2 separate regions of the Gossypium hirsutum genome follow, and region 1 is linked to region 2. Evidence: chromatin contacts called from public Hi-C data. All regions are on one chromosome and are shown on one strand. The core of a region is the stretch at or near the end of the contact, and the rest is flanking DNA. Distances in the headings are between cores, read along the strand shown.

The links. A called contact is a pair of places that touch in the nucleus more often than the background predicts.
Region 1: a Hi-C map of leaf shows a contact between it and region 2, with 1.9 times the contacts expected there. The contact joins the promoter of LOC107943753 here to the promoter of LOC121202817 in region 2. A contact is called at or near these places in 2 of 34 Hi-C or Micro-C datasets (both in leaf).

What each region holds. Positions count from the first base shown.
Region 1 is chrA04:81,805,439-81,808,620 of Gossypium_hirsutum_v2.1, forward strand. It overlaps LOC107943753 (probable L-type lectin-domain containing receptor kinase VII.2), which reads right to left and starts at 1,679. Exons shown (of 1, transcript XM_016877545.2): 1 at 1-1,679. The coding sequence starts at 1,370. LOC107943755 (probable serine/threonine-protein kinase At1g54610) reads right to left here. Exons shown (of 8, transcript XM_016877548.2): 8 at 3,176-3,182.
Region 2 is chrA04:80,993,059-80,996,165 of Gossypium_hirsutum_v2.1, forward strand. It overlaps LOC121202817 (NAC domain-containing protein 83), which reads right to left and starts at 1,466. Exons shown (of 3, transcript XM_041111479.1): 1 at 988-1,466; 2 at 609-898; 3 at 1-517. The coding sequence starts at 1,168. The coding sequence ends at 227.

The sequences.
Region 1 (3,182 bases), core at 429-2,928, 810 kb after region 2:
CTCTTATCGACGCTCCCATTCTCCATGTAATCGTAGACCAAGATCAAGCTCCCTTTATCGTTCCTAGACCAACCTCTCAGTCCCACCAAATTTCTATGCTTCAATCTCCCTAGACTTGAAACCTCAGCCAAAAACTCTCTAATCCCATGCTCACTTTCATTAGAAATTTTCTTCACTGCAACTTCTTGTCCTTCTTTCAATACCCCTTTATAGACATTCCCATTACCTCCAGAACCAATCACATTTTCATCTGAAAATGCCTTTGTTGCTGCATAGATCTCTTGATACCCAATCCTGTGAGGCCAATACTCCAATTCCCAATTTTCAATATCATCTTTCTTACCATTTCTTTTCCTTCTAAATCTAACCAAAAGAAAGTACATTGCAATGCAAAAGCTAACAAGCAAGACAGCCCCAATGGTAACTCCAACTATGAACCCTGTTGATTCAAACACAGAATCCTTTGGTGGCACAAATGAAGGCAAATTAGTAGTGACCAAAGCATTACCAATTGAGGGATTCGAATTACTAAAGCTCCAAGCCAGAATCCTATGACTCTCAACCAACTGGCCTGTTGCTCCAGCAAATCCTACATGCATTTCATCAAGAAAAACAGTAGAAAGGTTCACAAACACACTTATCAAAGGCCTTATAGGCCTTTTATCCCCCACTTTCGCCATAGTAACATTTAAAATAGAATCTTCATAATCAACCCAGACTTGATAATTAACACCATTATTAAGCTTCAATCCCTTCAACTTATCACCTTCACTCCCTCCCCAAAACCCTGTAAGACTTGAAGCAACAGATTTCAAGGAGTTCACATCAACACCCACATGGTTATCATTGATATCATCAAATTCTTGGTTTGCAAACACATCAAACTCGACACCAAAGATACTGCTGTTGGGATTACCATTGTTGGAAAAGTTGAAAAGACCCAGATTCTGAGACGAACTGGCACCAGCTATACCAGCAGTAGGCAAGAAGGCAAAAGCAAATCCATGACCTGGGAGAAAACCCTTGAGAGGGGCAATGGAGAAAACGAAAGAAGTATAGAAAGGAAGTAACTTTGATGAATTTGATGATGACTTCACTGGGATCTTCGAAGGGTACAAAGCACGACCAATAGAAAAAGTCCCATTTGTGATGGAGAGGATGGAAGAATCAATAGTAGCATCACCAAAAGTCAAGAGATTGGTGGAGTTGAAGTTGGTATTGTAAACGAATTCAACAGATGAAACCCAAGGGAAGAACAAAAGGAAGGTTATTGCAGTTGAAAACAAGAAGGGAGACATGAGGAATATATTTCTAAAGATCCAAGAAGAGAAGATAAAGCTGTAGTTTTGCACGTAAAGAGTGGCGTGCATTTTAGGATTTTAGCTTGCATTTGAAGGAAGGCAACTGTGTTGGACGCGTAAAAAGAACAACATACAAACAGAAGTGTTCAAAATCTATCACATAAATAATTGTTGAATAATAATTAAGTAGTTTAACTAATATTCGCAAAGGAAGCGGCGGGAAGGTAAGAAATACAGTACAATAATAATGGTGGAGTGGAGAATGGGGTGGTAATGAGCCGACAAGATAAGGGTTGAGCTGGATCAAATTGATTAAAAAATAAAAATAAAAAAAGCTTTACTCAAATCTATCTAAGTGCGCCACTCGATTGGTGGCCTGGACAAATACAGGCTTTGTTGAACAAGGTAAAACAACGTAGCCTTTCAATTTTGAACTATCTCTTTCTATCTTCTTGGTAGTATGAATGCTTCTAATTTCATATATTAGATTCCAAGAATTACTCTTTAGCTTTCTCATTGGCACCCCAATTTATTTACAAATTTTAACCTTTAACCAAAGTTATACATTTTCATATATTCAATTTAATTTTTAAAATTGATTTCATAAAAATTCTTAATTAACTAATAATTTTAACAATTTTTTTTCCCAAAAACATTAATTATTAATTTTCATCAATCAATTTCAATTGGCTTAAGGGTTAAAAACCCTAATTTAAAAAAAACAATTAAATTCTTACCTTTTTTATTCAATTGAGTACTTAAATTTTTAATATTTATCAAAAAGGTCCTCAATTTTTTTCAAAAAAATTAATTAAAGTCTGTTTTTTTTTGTGCTCAATTGAGTACTTAAATTGTCAAAATTCATTAAAAAAATCATTTGATCGTTAAAGTTAATTAACCCTAATTTGTTTCAGTTAAAGCCACCCCGTGTCACAATTACAACGTGACATGTAGCAAAAAAGTTAAAAAATAAAAATAAAAAATTATTAAATTTTAATAAAAAATATAAAATATTAAAAATTATAAAAAGATCATAAAAATCGTAAAAAATATAAAATTTTATAAAAATCATACAAAAAAATTATAAAATACATAAAAAAAACTCATTTAACCATTAACCTAATGAACCTAAGTGATTCTTTAGTTAAAGTTATCACATGTTGCAACACGTGTCATATAGCAAAAAATGCTAAAAATAAAAATCAATAAAAGTTATAGAAAAATTATAAAATACTACTTTTGGTATGATAATTTTTATAATTTTCTTATGATTTTATAAAATTTTAAAAAAATTATATTTTTATTAAAATTTAATAATTTCTATAACTTTTATTAATTTTTATTTTTTTATCATTCTTACACATGATACGATCAAATAATCTTTTTAGTAAATTTTAACCATTTAAATACTCAATTAAGTGCAAAGAAAAGCAGACTAATTGAAAAAAATTTGAGAATCGTTTTTATAAGTTGGCGGAAAAAGACCATTTCAATTTTAAAACTTGCATTTTAACTTGCTTTCTAATCTTTGTCTCCAAACTTATATTACCTGTATTTTAGGTGATAATTTACAAATTTGGTCCATATTGAATCATTGATTTGAAGTTAAGTGCAAGAATGAAAAGAAATTACAAATACCCAAGTGAACCAAATATTTTATATACATAAACATTTTAAATCATAAGAATGTCACATGTTTTTTTTTTTTTAATTAGTTTGTTCTTTAAATTTTTATTTTATTTTTTAAATATACCCTAAGAAGCAGATCCCACGGAAAAACTAAACTCCCTTAACAGTGGATCAAACAAATCTTCTTTTTTTTTTAATCCACTTCCAAATCATTTATGAAGAAATAAGACAATGGCAAGAAACAGTTTCAAA
Region 2 (3,107 bases), core at 216-2,715:
TTATAACACAGTTTGCTCTTTCATTTAATAGTTAATGCCGAATTCTATCTCTTCCTTATAATCACAGACAAAGAGACACAAAGACATAAATTACCAAACACTAGACTAGTTTTTCTTTTCTTTTCTTTTCTTTGAAGATGTTACACTGATTGGCTAATCAGAATCCGAGCTACTGGTACAGGCAGGAAAAGAGAGAGAAAAAAAAAAGGGTGTGAACTGTGACTTTTTAGGGTTTTCTTCTGAAATAAGGAAAACTATTGCAACAACTGCTTTCCTCGTGGTCATCCGTGTCATTATTTGAAACTTGGGTGATCCCACTGGAGACGGATGACGAGGAAGAAGGGGCTAGGTTTAAGTCAGCCCTGTCTTTGGTCAGGAAATCATAGAAGACAGGCTTGCTTGTCCTTAATTTACCAATTCTTTGGTTGCAAGATTGCAGGCCTTCATCGTTTTTAGCACTTCTTTTCTTCAAGAATATGCGGCACAGCACCCAATTTTCCATCGGCACCACATTGTTCTGCACAGATTTTTTAATGCAAAATCAATGATTTTGCTTTGACCAACACATACAGGCATAATGAAAGCAACAATGTAATATGGCAATTGACCTGAGTTTGGTTCTTCTTATTGGGTGGGGCATTGGAAGCAGCTGTCTCGGTGCTAACAACACGATATTCATGCATAATCCAATCAGTCCTACATCCATTTGGGGCTTTTCCTCTATAAAAAACCAGAGTTTTCTTCATACCCACAGCTTGGTTGCTCCTAGATGTTACAATTTGTTTGTCGATTCCAGTTGCTTTCCAGTAACCTGAAATAGTGGCTCTGTTTGATCTATTGGTATTAGGATACTTGGCTTCTCTAGTGCTGAAAAAATACCTCTCCTGCTCCAAATCACCTGCTCAACCACACAAACGAACATTCAGAAAAAAAAATCTAATTTTTGGTCCCAAAAGATTTGGTGGTAAATGAGAAATTAAAATCAACCTGGCAAATCCCAAGGATCAGCTTTACAAACATCGACTTCGGGTATGATAGAGGCAGGCAAAGGGCAAGCAAGCACTTTTCGTCTCAAGTACTGAACCACTAACTCTTCATCCGTAGGATGGAAACGAAAGCCAGGAGGCAATCTCAGCACACCATTCTTTACAAAATTAAGCTTCTCCATCTTCAACACAGTTGGTGATATGAGAGAGAGAGAGAGAGAGGGGTGGTGAGTAATTGAGAGGGAAAAGTGTGGCGTCTTTATAGAAGGGTAATGGTGGGGGGGTTCTTAAGAGGCGAATAGAATAAGGAGGGCAGGGGATCCAATTGGCGTAAACTAGACTCAATCTCTTTTTTGACGCTATTTTAACAAAAAACGTTTAAACAAGTTTAAAATCGAAATGGTTGAAGTTATTGAATTTAAAGCACAAGTGAAAGCGTCTAAAGTTGGAAGCCTAGTTTACTTCGACTTCCTCCCTATGCGTATGGGAATAACCGTAGCTGTTTCCAATTATTTACTCATTTACCTAAACGTACATCTGTGATCTGTGGGGGCAGTTTCAAAATCCCATTTCTTCACTTCACTTTGTTTTTGAGTTATGGGAATAAGAGATATCTTTTACGTATTTATTTCTCAAACATTCTTTCATAATCTTCGTAATTTGAGTTATGGTTTAATTCACTCAAAAAAATAAAATATTTAATTTTAAAAAATTTAAGAGATTTTGTGTTTGATTGGACGACTATGTTATCCTCCTTGCGGAAAGTTTGGAGGATGGGAGGGGTAGTTTGGTCAAGAAAAATCAGGTGGGTCTTTCGGTAAATGTATGAAAATAAAGTGGTCGGACATACATGCCCTCCTAATTAAGGATCGAAAGGGGTGAAGTCAGGTCGATGTCATTATGGTTACAGCTGGAGCTCACCCAAAGACATTATAATGGGTGCGGTAATGAAAGTACGCAAGTACCCTTCACAAAACCCCTTTTATAGACAAGGCAACCACTCGTCGGGCATGCATCGCAGGGGACAACATATTGTTAGCCGTTGGTTTCTGGATACAGCAAAATCTCAACATCTTTTCTATCCTTTTGCCCTCTTTCCTTCTACTTATTACATAAAATCAAAGGTTTCATTCGTAATTTCACTCTTAAATTATATCTCAATTTTTTTAAAATATTTTAAATTCACCCTTAAAGTTTTTCTAAAATAGAAATAAAATTAATAATTTATTAGATATTATAGTAATTTTAAATCCATGACTCGCAAATGAACAAAATTTTCCACAATATCAGTAAGTAGACTTATTTGTAAAAACATTAGATAAATAAATGTGAGGATGTATTATTTTTATATTATAATAAAAAAGAAAAGAAAAGAAAAGAAAATGAAATTTGCTACGTGATGAAGGCAGCAACAATGAAAATTATGAAGCAAAGTGGAGGCTTCAATTGTTTGATATAATTATTAGTGCATGTTTAACGTATGTAGGCGGAGACGATTACTTGTGCCAATGGGATATATATCTTTCAAAAAAAAAATTAAAAATAAGCCGTCTTGTCCCCCAAAACAAATATCTTCTTCACTCATTCTATTATTTTTTTCCCACCATATACTATATTTTTAAGTGAAAACGATGTACAATTTTGTTTAAGTGAAATATGTTAGTAGCTTTCAGTAATAATTACTTATTATTTTAAAATGATGATGTGTCATTTAATATATTATTACTGCATTGAGTATAAATTAATATATATATATATATATTTAAAGACAACGTTAGGTGATTAAAAAATTTTAGTATGAAAATTTATATGCTTAATATTGATTGTTTTAATTATAAATTTGATTACCATGTTGATGTTGTTAAATATAAATATTTTTTACAATGATTTTTTTGCATTTTATGTTATTAATTAATGGTATATTTTAATCTAAATATACAAAAATCAAAGTGTTAAGTTTAAAATTATTATAAAACTTAAAAGTAAATATTTTAAACAATGTTGAAAGTAATAATAAATAAATTAATTTGAACTATTTTGTTATTTACTATTTAAAGGATAGTTTAATCTTAAATAAAATTATAAAATTCAATCATTGTAATTTTTTAAGTGATAAGTTAC